Linked DNA regions of Ovis aries: region 2 is linked to region 1. A link is a contact called in public Hi-C data. All regions are on one chromosome and are shown on one strand. The core of a region is the stretch at or near the end of the contact, and the rest is flanking DNA. Distances in the headings are between cores, read along the strand shown. Region 1 holds the start of LOC101111607 (mitochondrial chaperone BCS1). Region 2 has its middle 11 kb from the start of WNT6.

Region 1 (5,827 bases), core at 2,398-4,897:
GTAGAACCTCTGGAACATCTGGGTCAGCTGCCAGCGTGAGCAGTGGCCCACGTACTCCTTCATGTCTACTCGCCCGGGGCGTATCAGGGCAGGGTCGAGCCTAAGAAGAGAAGGCAGCGAAAGCAGTCGTGAGCAGCAGTGCCACTGGCACCCCCCCAAAATGGTTCCTCCGAACCTCCTGATTCTCCAGAGGCGCTGAGGGGGATGGAGTCTTGCCTCCAGGTCTGAGTACCTCACTCCTTACCTGTCGACATGGTTGGTAGTCATGAATACTATGCGTGCTTCGGTGGAAGCCACACCGTCCAGGGCATTGAGCAGGCCACTGAAGGTGAGCCGACCTAGACCTTGGTACTTTATGGGGTCTGGAGGAAGACAGAGAGGAAGCATGAGTGATCACAGCCCTCCTTCAAATTAGCACCCCTCTCTGCTCCCTGCTTACCGTGCCCCACTACTTATTCATGTCTCTAGTGGACTCTGATTGCTAACCCAGCTGCCCTCCACCTGCTCTCTGGATTTCTCTTTTCTTCCACTGTTCCTCATTTAGAAATACCCACTTTCCATCCCCATGCCTTGAACCCCCCCTCACTTACTCTCGGCGGCCAGGTCTCGACTGAGAAAGGCAGCATCCACATCCTCCAAGAGCACCAGGCTCTGCTGTGGGGCCACGCTCAGCAGGTGGTTGAGCCGGTCATCTGAGAGGCTGGAGTCCGTGAGACTCAGCAGGCAGATGCTGTGCTGCAGTTCTCCAGCCAGGGCTGTGCTATGGAGGAGGGGTGATAGGTAACTGGCAAGCCGGGAACTGGTCCTTGGGTCCAACTGCCTGTCCCTCCCAGGACTGGCTTTGAACCTGAGGCCTAACCCTTCCACCACCTCACACTAGTGTTCCACGTGTCGCATGCTTTCCTGTTCCCCACATTTATTTCCCTTTCCAACCCCACCAGCCCAATTTCTCTCCAGTTTGCGAGTTAAGAGAAGTTTGACTCTACTCACATAAAACTGCTCTTTCCACAACCAGGGGGTCCATAGAGTAGGTAGCCACGTCTGTAGGGAATGCCTAGGAATACAGCCAGGATGATCATCAAGACAAATGAATCATGTACTCTGCCCTAGATGTCCACATTCATCCCCAACCCTGCTCCCTGGAGGCCTGATGGCCTTGGCATTGGATGCAATCATTCCTTTTAGGCAACCTTTCTTTCCCCTTCTTCTATGGGAATGAGGATAGAGCTTTGTATTTGCCCCATCTGGCCACCAAGACCTCAGCTGCTTCTCACCTCTGTCAATGTACCACTTGGGGTTATCAATGAATTCCCGGATATCTCTGACAATTCGGTCAGTCAGACCCTGTTCGAGAACCACAGAATTCAGTGGCCGGCGGCGGCGTGGATAGCCAAAGGGGCGCCATTCAGAGCCCACAGCGGTGTACATCACTGTCTTCCCTTCCTCCTGCTGCAGAGCTAGTTCTCGAGCTGGGAGGGGGAAGATGAGACAAAACCCATAATTACCCTTTGCCATGCTACTAGGCAGAGCTGTGCCCAAACAGTCCCCAGGCCCTGCTCCCATGGGCCCAGAGCCTCCTATTCCGGCTCTCCAAGCTTCTCCTCCTTTAATGTCAAATACTCCATCCCTGTAACTGCCGCCTCCCCCTCAACCCCCAGAAAGGCTGTCTGTGCCATCCCACACCTTCCTCCAGGATGTTGAAGAAAACTTTTCGGTCAGTGCCCAGAGCCGTGAAGGTGACAGATTCCCAAGGAGTCCCCGTCTGCAGGTCTATCATCTGCATCTCTCGGCTCCGTTCCACCCGGATCCATTTCCCCTGATACCTGAATAAGAATGAGCAAAATGAGGTGAACAAACAGGTCAAGTCCACCTCCTCTCATTCTTTTCCACTCTCAGAGCCCTTTCTGGCTTCCAGCCTTACCAGATAAAGTGGTTTCCAGGGCTGGGGACAAATTCAAACTTAGTGGAGATGCGGCCACTCTCGTGCTGAAGGTACGACGTCTCAACGCTGAGGTGCTGAGTTCGGGTACTGTGGCGGGTGAGCCAGCTAAGCAACCAGGCATAGCTCCGGTCTCGAGCAGGGACTTCCAGTGTGATCATGTAATGGCGCCGGAATGCCACCAAGCCCAGTTGGGCGCCCTTCCGAGCCAGGGCCAGGGCAGTGCCCACACCCACCAGCCCAAATCCAGCCCCAAAGTAGGGATTGTCCTTCAGGGCCAGAACAAAGTCTGAGAGGGGCATCTTGAAAACACTGAACCTCACAGGCCCCGAGGCATTTTCAAGACCTGGAGAATGGGGAGCAGTAGAGATGGGATAAAGCACAAGATGAGTTTAAAAAAAGGACTCAAATTCCTCTCCCGCCCCACAGAAGCTGGGAGAGGAATGTCAGGTCAGTATTACAATGTGCTTCAATATCCTTCGTGGGGTGGGGCTGGTGTTGGACCCAAGGGATGAGACTCTGAGCCACTTGTCCCATTTTGCCTTTCATTATCCTGTTTCATACCAGTGTCCTGCCAGACAACTATTCTGGAGATTCCTTAAATTTGACTGAATGATACAACTTTCAGGATAATAGACGGACAGCATTTTTGCGGTTCCTGGGACCAGTTGAGATAGGGGCCCACTGGCCAGAATGAGCAGGGGATGAAGTTACTCTCTTCTGTCAACCTGTCAATATCCTCATGCCTTGCTATCACGTATCATGTCTTTCAGGTATCCTCTCATCTATTTCACATGTTCATGTCCTGTTAGCCCTTTTATTACCTCCCATCTAAACTGTCTCTTCGAAATTAATTTTAATTCTTGAAGTGGTATCTTAGTGGATCTCCACTTTGGTCATGCTTCACCAGACTGCTATACAGGGGTCGAGATTTTTCCTCATAAGGCTCTGCTTCAACGCCATTAGTTTCCCTACTCCAACACCTCCAATGATTGGCTCTCAACAAGTCCCTGAATTAGGTGAAAACGCCTCTGCCTCTACAACACGGGGCCAACGTACCTCTAATGGCTTAGTTCCCAATATTCTCTGTTGAACAAATAAACAAGCCTCCTTCCTCCTTGACTCAGAATGCCCATTTTATTTCCCCCAATCTCTATAGAGTTCAAATCCCGCCCATCTGCTACCTTCTCCACGGAGATTCCCCCGAATTCCACTCCCCGCCCCGCAATAAAATGTGATTGGGCCTGATTCTAAGCTGTAAGATCCCGGAGGGGTAGGAGGTCAAATCATTTCTAGCACACTTCACCCGACCCCCCGCCGGTTTGCTTTATGCCGGCACGCAGTGCGGTGAACTGACAGCAGTGACCTCTGCTGAAGCTCAGAACAGGATCCAGAATTCCAAAATTCCTATGCGTGGAAGGCCACAGACAAAGCCCTTTCCGCTCCTGGTCCTTGTCGGACGCCCAGAAGCCTCCTCCCGAACCCCCTCCACACCCCAGTTCGCGCCTCCAGCAGCCTGGTTTGCAGCAATCGGTCACTCCTCCCCCTTACCGCCATGACTCTCTGGCCCTTCCTCTCGATGGTCTCACCCCTCGGCTCTTCGGGCACTCTCCACTTGGCTTCGCCCCCGAGTTCTTTCATCTACTTCCCGTCACACCTACCGAGACGACCACACCACTCTGCTCCACAACTCTCGATGGTACTCTCTGGGCTTCAGGGCCAGGGGAGGTGGGGGCTGGGTGGGGAAAAGATAGGAAGAACCATAGAGAAAGTACTCCACCAGCCTCACAAAGAAAGAGAGAGCGGCCTCCATATGCCGCGGTCCTGGAGGCTTCTGGGCCGGAGGCGGTCGCACAAAGAGAGTCCCGGGAGGCCACTCCAGCCGCTGGACGACCATAGAGATGAGGCTCCTGCCCGCCTAGGGCTGGAGGTAAGCCGGAGGCTGCGGGGCGGGAACTAATAGGGAGTGCGGGCGGAGCAGGCCGGAGGCAAAAGTTTCTGAAACCGCAGAATGAGAGGTAGGCCTGGGCGATGGGAAAGCTCGGGAGAAGTGCAGAAGGGAGCGCGGCGACGAACGAGGCCCCGGCGCATCAGCTCACCACTGCCGGCGTCATTGCTGTGGACCCCACCCGGTTACACGCTGCCTCTCCTTAGGACAGTAAGCATGACGATGCTCCCTCCTTAGCCTCGCAGGTTACAAGACGGTTTTCCCGTTTGCCGGCAATTGTGATTCCCGCTCCCGCCCAACGATGTGGAGGCTGTCTTCGCCTCCACTTTACAAACAGGAAAGCTGACATCCCGGGAAGCGAGGGAACTACAATCTGCCGAAGGCCACGCAGTGAGTAGAGCCCACAGGCGAGTGGAAATCGGATGCCTTGGTCCCCAGACTCGATCTCACCCTTTCCCCAGGCCTTCTCTCTGCCTTAATGTGTCCTTTCTCTTCCTCGGTACCGCTGCCCCGAAGATAACCTCATTTCTTCTCTTGTGCCCACCTGTGTCCCACCTCACTCGGCCTTCCAGCGGCTGACGGTTCTCAGTCTAGACGGCACCCCTTGGCTCACCGTTAAGGCAATTATTACTGGAGCTGGAAGATTCCTTAGAGCAGCGATAAGTGGAGTCAGTGGTTTCCAGAGAACCCTCTGAGGGCGGAAGTGCGCTGCTCTACCACCTTCTAAATTTCCCTAATCTGAGGCTTTGAGTTGCAGAATTCTCATGTACAAAATGATTTTCTAGCCCTAGGCATCCCTTACCTGACCTTCATGGCTCAGTTTCATGGAGTGATTATACTATCATCCTTAATTCCTAATTACTCAGCGCAAACTAATTTTAGCAGTGTATAACAGGATATGCAATTTAGTTGACATTCACTTCTGAGTTGAGTTCCAGTGTTCAATATTAGGTCATAGTCAATGAATGAGAAATTTCTCCAGATGTGTTACTTTATACATAAGGCGCCTCTGGTTTGTTATCTTAGTAGAAGCCTAGCCTTGCATCTCTGTGTCTGCGGTTCTTAACTGTGTGTGAGTGTGTGCTTAGTCGTGTCCAACTCTTTGTGACCACATGGACTGTGGCCCGTCAGGCTCCTCTGTCCTTGAAATTTCCCAGGCAAGCATACTGGAATGGGTTGCCATTTCCTACGCCAGGGGATCTTCCCGATGCAGGGATCAAACTTGTGTCTCTTGTATCTCCTGCATTGGCAGGCAGATTCTTTACCACTGCATCACAGTTCTTCATTAGAATCCCTTGTCTGACTTGCATAGGCTGTTGTGGTTTATGTTCAGTGACGTGATAACTTCAGTAAAATCCACTCAGAAAGCTCCAAGTCCAGGGAGGGAGACTGACAAGTAAACAATAGTGCAGTATGACATGTTTCTGGTAGAGCTATGTACGAGGTGCCATGAGGACCCTAGAGAGAGAAACTTAGATGAACCGTGTCAGGATGCCATCATAGTAAAGTGACATTTATTTATTTGGCTGCTCTAGGTCTGAGTTATCTTTGATCTTACTTGTGGCTTGCAAACTCCTAGTTGTGGTACGTGGGATCTAGTTCCCTGATCAGGGACCCCTGCATTGGGATCGCCAGTCTTAGCTACTGGACTACCAGGGAAGTCCCTGTACAGATTCTCAAAGGATAGTTAGGAGTTGGTTAGCCAGACAAGAGAGATGACAGAGGGGAGAAGGCCCAGCAAGCTGAGAAATGTATAGTATATAGAAGCAGAAGAGAATGTGGTGAGTCTGGGAAAGGGCAAATCAATGAAAAGTTGAATCACTGGCTCAGAGAGAGGTGGGAGATGAATCTAGAGAGGGCAGCAGGGCCAGATCATGCAGGAAGGGCTTTGAGCTAAGGAATAGTGAGATCCTAAGATGTTAAGAGGGGAAGGGACCTCT
Region 2 (5,827 bases), core at 1,682-4,181, 190 kb before region 1:
AAGCCAAGAAATGAGACGACCATGCGTGGCAGAGAAGAGCAGCCCCTTTTTGCTGCAACTAGAGAAAGCCCCAGTAACAATGAAGATCCAACGCGGCCGAAAACAAATAAGTTTTTAAAAAGACTATGCAGGGGAAACATCGAGAGCAGCAATAAGGATCAAGGGAGGATTTTTAAATCTTACAAGTAGTTGGACCATAAAGAAGGCTGAGCACCGAAGACTTAATGCTTCCGAACTGTAGTGTTGGAAAAAACTCCTGAGAGTCCCTTGGATTGCAAGGAGATCAAGCCAGTCAATCCTAAAGGGAATAAACTTTGAATATTCATTGGAGCTGAAGCTCCCATACTTTGACCACCTGATGTGAAGAGCCAACTCATTGGAAAAGACCCTGCTACTGGGAAGGATCGAAGGCAGGAGGAGAAGGGGGCAACAGAGGATGAGACGGTTGGATGACATCACCAACTTGATGGGCATGAGTTTGAGCAAACTCCAGAAGATGGTGAAGGACAGGGAAGCCTGTCATGCTGCAGTCCATAGATCACAAAGAGCTGGAGAAAACTGAGCAACTGAACTGAACTGATAGTCAATTAACAGTGTTGTGGTGGTTTCAGGTGAACAGCGAAGGGACTCAGCTATACATATACATGTATCCATTCTCCCCCCTGGAGAAGTCAATGGCAACCCACTCCAGTACTCTTGCCTGGGGCCAGAATCCCAGGGACAGAGGAGCCTGGTAGGCTACAGTCCAGGGGTCGCACAGAATCGGACACGACTGACGCGACTTAGCAGCAGCAGCAGCAGCGTTCTCCCCTGCAACCCCTCTCCTGTCCAGGCTGGCGCATTACACTGAGCAGAGTTCCATGTGCTATAGTAGGTCCTTGTTAGTTATTCATTTTAGACATAGCAATGTGTCTATGACCTTCCCAAAGTCCCTAACTATCCCTTTCCCCCAGCAACCATAAGCTCATTTTCTAAGTCTGTGAGTCGTTTCCTATTTTGTAAGTTCATTTGTATCATTTCTTTTTAGATTCCGCATATAAGTGATGTCATTCGATATTTCTCCCTTTCCATCTGACTTAGTGTGACACTCTCTAGGTCCATCAATGTTGCTGCAAATGGTATTATTTCATTATTTTAAATGGCTGAGTAACATTCCCTTGTATTAATATACTTATTTATTTCCTTATTTATTTGGCTATGCCAGGTCTCAGGTGAGGCATGCAGAATCTTTTTTGTTGTTGTGTTGTAGCATGTGGGATCTAGTTCCCTTACCAGGGATCAAACCTGGGCCTCCTGCATTGGGAGCTTAGAGTCTTAGCCACTGGACCACCAGGTAAATACCTGTATTAATAGATATGTACCTCATCTTCTTTATTCATTCCTCTGTCAATAGATGTCTGCTGCTGCTGCTAAGTTGCTTCATTCGGTTGCTTCTATGTCTTGGCTATTGTAAACAGTCCCACAATGAATGTTGGGGTGCACGTATCCTTCAGATCATGTTTTTCTCCAGATAAGTGCCCAGGAGTGGGATTGCAGGGTCATATGGTAGCTCTATTTTTAATTTTTTAAGGAACCTCCATATTGTTCTTCATAGTGGCTATACCAATTTACATTTCCACCAACGGTGTAGGAAGGTTCCCTTCTCTCCACACCCTTTCCAGCAAGTAATGGTTTTTATTTTGTTTTTAAAGGGAGGAATTCTGGGTGGGATCAAGTCTTTTGCACTAAATGCAGACAGCAAGGGCTCAAAGACAATTCCGAGGGAACCAGATCCATCTATGAGTCATCACCCAGGGAAAAGCGATTCATTCCCTCAGACTTTGAAGTTTAAAATGAGACATTTTAAAGAAACATATTAAGTAAATTATAATCTGAGTGACTCGTGGACATGCAAAATCCATGAAGGAAGCTGTGAATGATGAAGTTTGGGGAAGCACAGGCTATGCCTAGGGCATCATTAAGTCCATCCAGACTCTGATGGGAGTATTGAGGTGTATTAAAAAGCAGAGACATTACTTTGCCAACAAAGGTCTGTCTAGTCAAGGCTATGGTTTTTCCAGGAGTCATGGATGGATGTGAGAGTTGGATGATAAAGAAAGTTGAGAGCCGAAGAACTGATGCTTTTGAACTGTGGTGTTGGAGAAGACTCTTGAGAGTCCCCTGGACTGCAAGGAGATCCAACCAGTCCATTCTAAAGGAGATCAGCCCTGGGATTTCTTTGGAAGGAATGATGCTGAAGCTGAAACTCCAATACTTTGGCCACCTCATGGAAAGAGTTGACTCATTGGAAAAAGCCCTGATGCTGGGAAAGATTGAGGGCAGGAAGAGAAGGGGATGACAGAGGATGAGGTGGCTGGATGGCATCACCAACTCAATGGAGATGAGTCTGAGTGAACTCTGGGAGTTGGTGATGGACAGTTCATGGGGTTGGACACTACTGAGCGACTGAACTGACTAAACTGAGAGAGGGCAGTAGGGCCACTGCCCTAGAATACAGCAGTGGAAAGGTCCAGCTCAACATTCAGTCCCTCCCCAACATGGCAGGAGGGCTCCTGAGGATCCATGTGGAAGGTGGCCTTTTCCCCAGCCTTGGAGTCAAGTCTGCCATCTCCTATGTCTTCTGCATTTCTTCCAACGACGGTGTGCCAGAAAGAGTGCAGAAAGAAGGGTCAGAAGGCCCAAGTCTTAGCCCAAGAAGTTTCTTTGCTTTGTGTTCTGGATCCATGCTGCCTCAGTTTCCCCTATGACTTTGGGGAATGAAAGAGCTGTTAAGTTCAGTGCAGGTCGGGTGGTCCTTTAACGATTGTGGTGAATCCTCAAAGCCAGCAGAGGGCGCCAGACCCTAAGGAGCAGATTCGAGGCACCCCTCAGACCCAGTAAAGGGAGCAGATAGCCACAGCGGGACAGGAAGAGTGACAGCTGCCAGCAGAGATGGCGTAACCAAGGGACTGACTGGAGGGGCAGGACTGCTGAGGAGAAACAGCTCCGTGTGGACGCAGGGCGAGCAGTGTCCTAGCCTGGCTCTGGGCAGGACATTTATCTCTCTGGGCTAATTGCAATGAGAGACCAAACCGACAGTATCCAAGAGCATCTTTCCCATTCCTGCCCGGCATTCTTTTAGGAGCCTCCATTAATTGAGTGGGTGTTGAAAATTAGTCTCTCTCTCCCTTTTCTGTCTCTCTTCCTCTCTCTGTCTCCTGCCCTCACAAAAATAGTTTTAAATACGTGAGGAAAAGAAATGTAGCAACAGAGGAAACTATTGTATTCCCCATAAGACTCATCTAAGTTCACATTATAACAATTAACATTTTAAGCTGTTTAAGTAAGACAGTTCATTAGTATATTACCAGTAATGGTTTTGTTTTAAAGCTATAAACAAATTTCAATGGGAAATAATTATCTAGATTATAGCATGCTGCTGCTGCTGCTGCTGCTAAGTCGCCTCAGTCATGTCCGACTCTGCGCGACCCCATAGACGACAGCCCACCAGGCTCCGCCGTCCCTGGGATTCTCTAGGCAAGAAGACTGGAGTGGGTTGCCATTTCCTTCTCCAATGCATGAAAATGAAAAGTGAAAGTGAGGTCGCTCAGTCGTGTCGGACTCTCTGCGACCCCATGGACTGTAGCCTACCAGGCTTTTCCATCCATGGGATTTTCCAAGCAAGAGTACTGGAGTGGGATGCCATCGCCTTCTCCGATATTATAGCATATACTACCATAAAATATGGGCTCTCCCGGTGGCTCAGTGCTAAAGAATCCACCTGCCAATGCAGGAGACTGGGGTTCCATCCCTGGGTCAGGAAGATACCCTGGAGAAGGAAATGGCAACCCAATCCAGTATTCTTGCTTGGAGAATCCCATGGACAGAGGAGCCTGGTGGGCTACAGTCCGTGGGGTCACAAAGAGTTGGACGCGACTTACCAACTAAACTTTTTCCATTTAACAGTGTGTCCTGAATAGCTTTCTGTATACTAAAAATATCTTTCCCATCTTCTTCGTTCCCCGTTTCCTAATGTATGTGTTTAATGCTATGAATTTCTCTCTTAGCACTACTTTAGCCATTTTCAGTTCAGTTCAGTTGCTCAGTCGTGTCCGACTCTTTGCGACCCCATGAATCCCAGCACGCCAGGCCTCCCTGTCCATCACCAACTCCATTTTAGGGATGTAGAAATCAAGATTCAAAGAACATAAGTGGTTTGCTGAAAATTACACACGCAGGGGGATACTGTTGGCTGGGCAGAGCAGAAGCTCTGCTGAGGCCCAGACTTCTCAATAAAACCTCTCTCTGTGCTTCTAGGTAGAGTAATCGGACTTCTCAGGACAGAAATCCCTTGAGTTTGCATGCCTCCAAGGGGCTCTGCAGGAGAAAATTTGGCCTGTCATTGGCCTTTAAACATGTGCAGCTGGTGGGCTGGGCTTTCCTGAAGAAGGTAGACTGGGAAGGGCACCCAGGGGAAAGCGAGCCAGCTAACGAGCCCAGAGGCAAAATCACAGCCTGTGAAAGAAATCTGTACTGAGCAGCAGGGCTGGGATGCTGAGGGATGCTGCGAAGCCAGGTGGGAAGTGAGGCTGTGTGTGGGCATGTATACTAAGTCACTTCAGTCATGTCTGACTCTTTGTGACGCCATGGACTGTAGCCCTCTGGGCTCCTCTCTCCATGGGATTCTCCAGGCAAAAATACTGGAGTGGGTTGCCATGCCCTCCTCCAGGGGATCTTCCTGACCCAGTGAGTCTCTTACGTCTGCCTGTGTTGGCAGGCAGGTTCTATATCACTAACGCCACCTGGGAAGCCCAGGAAGTGAGACTGTACTTAACCATAATCCAGTCTGCACTCCACACCCTGAGACTCTGGGAAGAAGGCTCTGGTACAAGGGAATGAAGGATATTTCTAGGGGTCAGAAGTTTGACTATGACAATCCATTTTGAAATAGCTGATCTGAAGTAGGTGGAAAGTTTCTGTTGGCCAAAGAGAGAGTCAGAAGCCCCAGAGGTCTGTAGTCAGAGGAGTAAGGAAATGGCATAGGGAGTGGTGTGGGCAGTGGGGCAGCCTCAGCCAGTGGAGAGAGGGTGGCTAGTGCAAGGGGCAGCAGGGCCACGGGACCCTAGCCCAACACGAAAGAACTGACTGTGTGTAGAACAGACTCGAGCTCAGAGAAGGAGTGGGGGGAAGGGCTAATCCCAGAGCAAAATAATAGGTCTTTTGCTAATCAAAGGGCATCACTTTGAGCTCTGGGATTTTGGCATATCAGAATCAAAAGCAGCACTGTTATAATCAGCAGGTGAGAAATGAGTACACACAACTCATATTGGTTTCTTTTTGTCGTTTTTAAGTTTAAATCAGTTTCACAGCCTCCATAGCAGACATTTTTAATCTCATTTAATAGCTGAGGAGGCTTAAGCTCAGAGTTTCTAAACGCATGTAACAAGACACACTCACTTCATTCCCCCACCCAGTTTCTCTTAAATCAGGTGCATGTAGCTGACTCGATGGAGAGACGTGTACATCTCCCAGAAATGCTGGGTTTGCACCTGGATACATAATGAGATGAAGTTTGGATGGTGCTTTTTTCAGTAGTGTGGGAGCACATTTCATTCGGTATGGGCGTTTCTGAAGTGTGTGTAATGAAGCATGGAGGGTGAATGTGAATATTGGGCAACTAAAGGGGAGGACCGTAGTTATGGTCTTCCAGTGAATCCATTCCGTTCCTCCTTATTTTGTAGCAGCCATACCACTAGGAGGATTGACCTCAGTCAAGGATGAGCCTTGGCTAGTCTTACATTCCTTTGCCGGCAAAGGTACGTCTAGTCAAAGGTATGTTTTTTCCAGT

What was found. Hi-C and Micro-C count contacts between places; a contact is called where the count stands out from the background.
Region 2: a contact with region 1 is called in a Hi-C map of mixed tissues, with 4 times the contacts expected there. The contact joins the enhancer-like site here to the promoter of LOC101111607 in region 1. A contact is called at or near these places in 5 of 16 Hi-C or Micro-C datasets (liver, mixed tissues, muscle and 1 more).

Annotation. Positions count from the first base shown.
Region 1 is chr2:220,628,667-220,634,493 of ARS-UI_Ramb_v3.0, reverse strand. It overlaps LOC101111607 (mitochondrial chaperone BCS1), which reads right to left and starts at 3,647. Exons shown (of 8, transcript XM_027965189.3): 1 at 3,529-3,647; 2 at 1,922-2,285; 3 at 1,684-1,823; 4 at 1,275-1,469; 5 at 991-1,054; 6 at 591-760; 7 at 245-362; 8 at 1-100. The coding sequence starts at 3,580. ZNF142 (zinc finger protein 142) reads left to right here and starts at 3,837. Exons shown (of 9, transcript XM_060411279.1): 1 at 3,837-3,957; 2 at 4,125-5,827.
Region 2 is chr2:220,820,440-220,826,266 of ARS-UI_Ramb_v3.0, reverse strand. No RefSeq gene overlaps it. Among named protein-coding and RNA genes, the nearest start is that of WNT6, 11 kb to the left of the region's middle. Within about 2 kb of position 2,931, at least 10 of the 54 cell types and tissues checked have an H3K27ac peak or open chromatin away from gene starts, as enhancers often do. A contact at or near this core is called in tail adipose tissue, where this site is marked.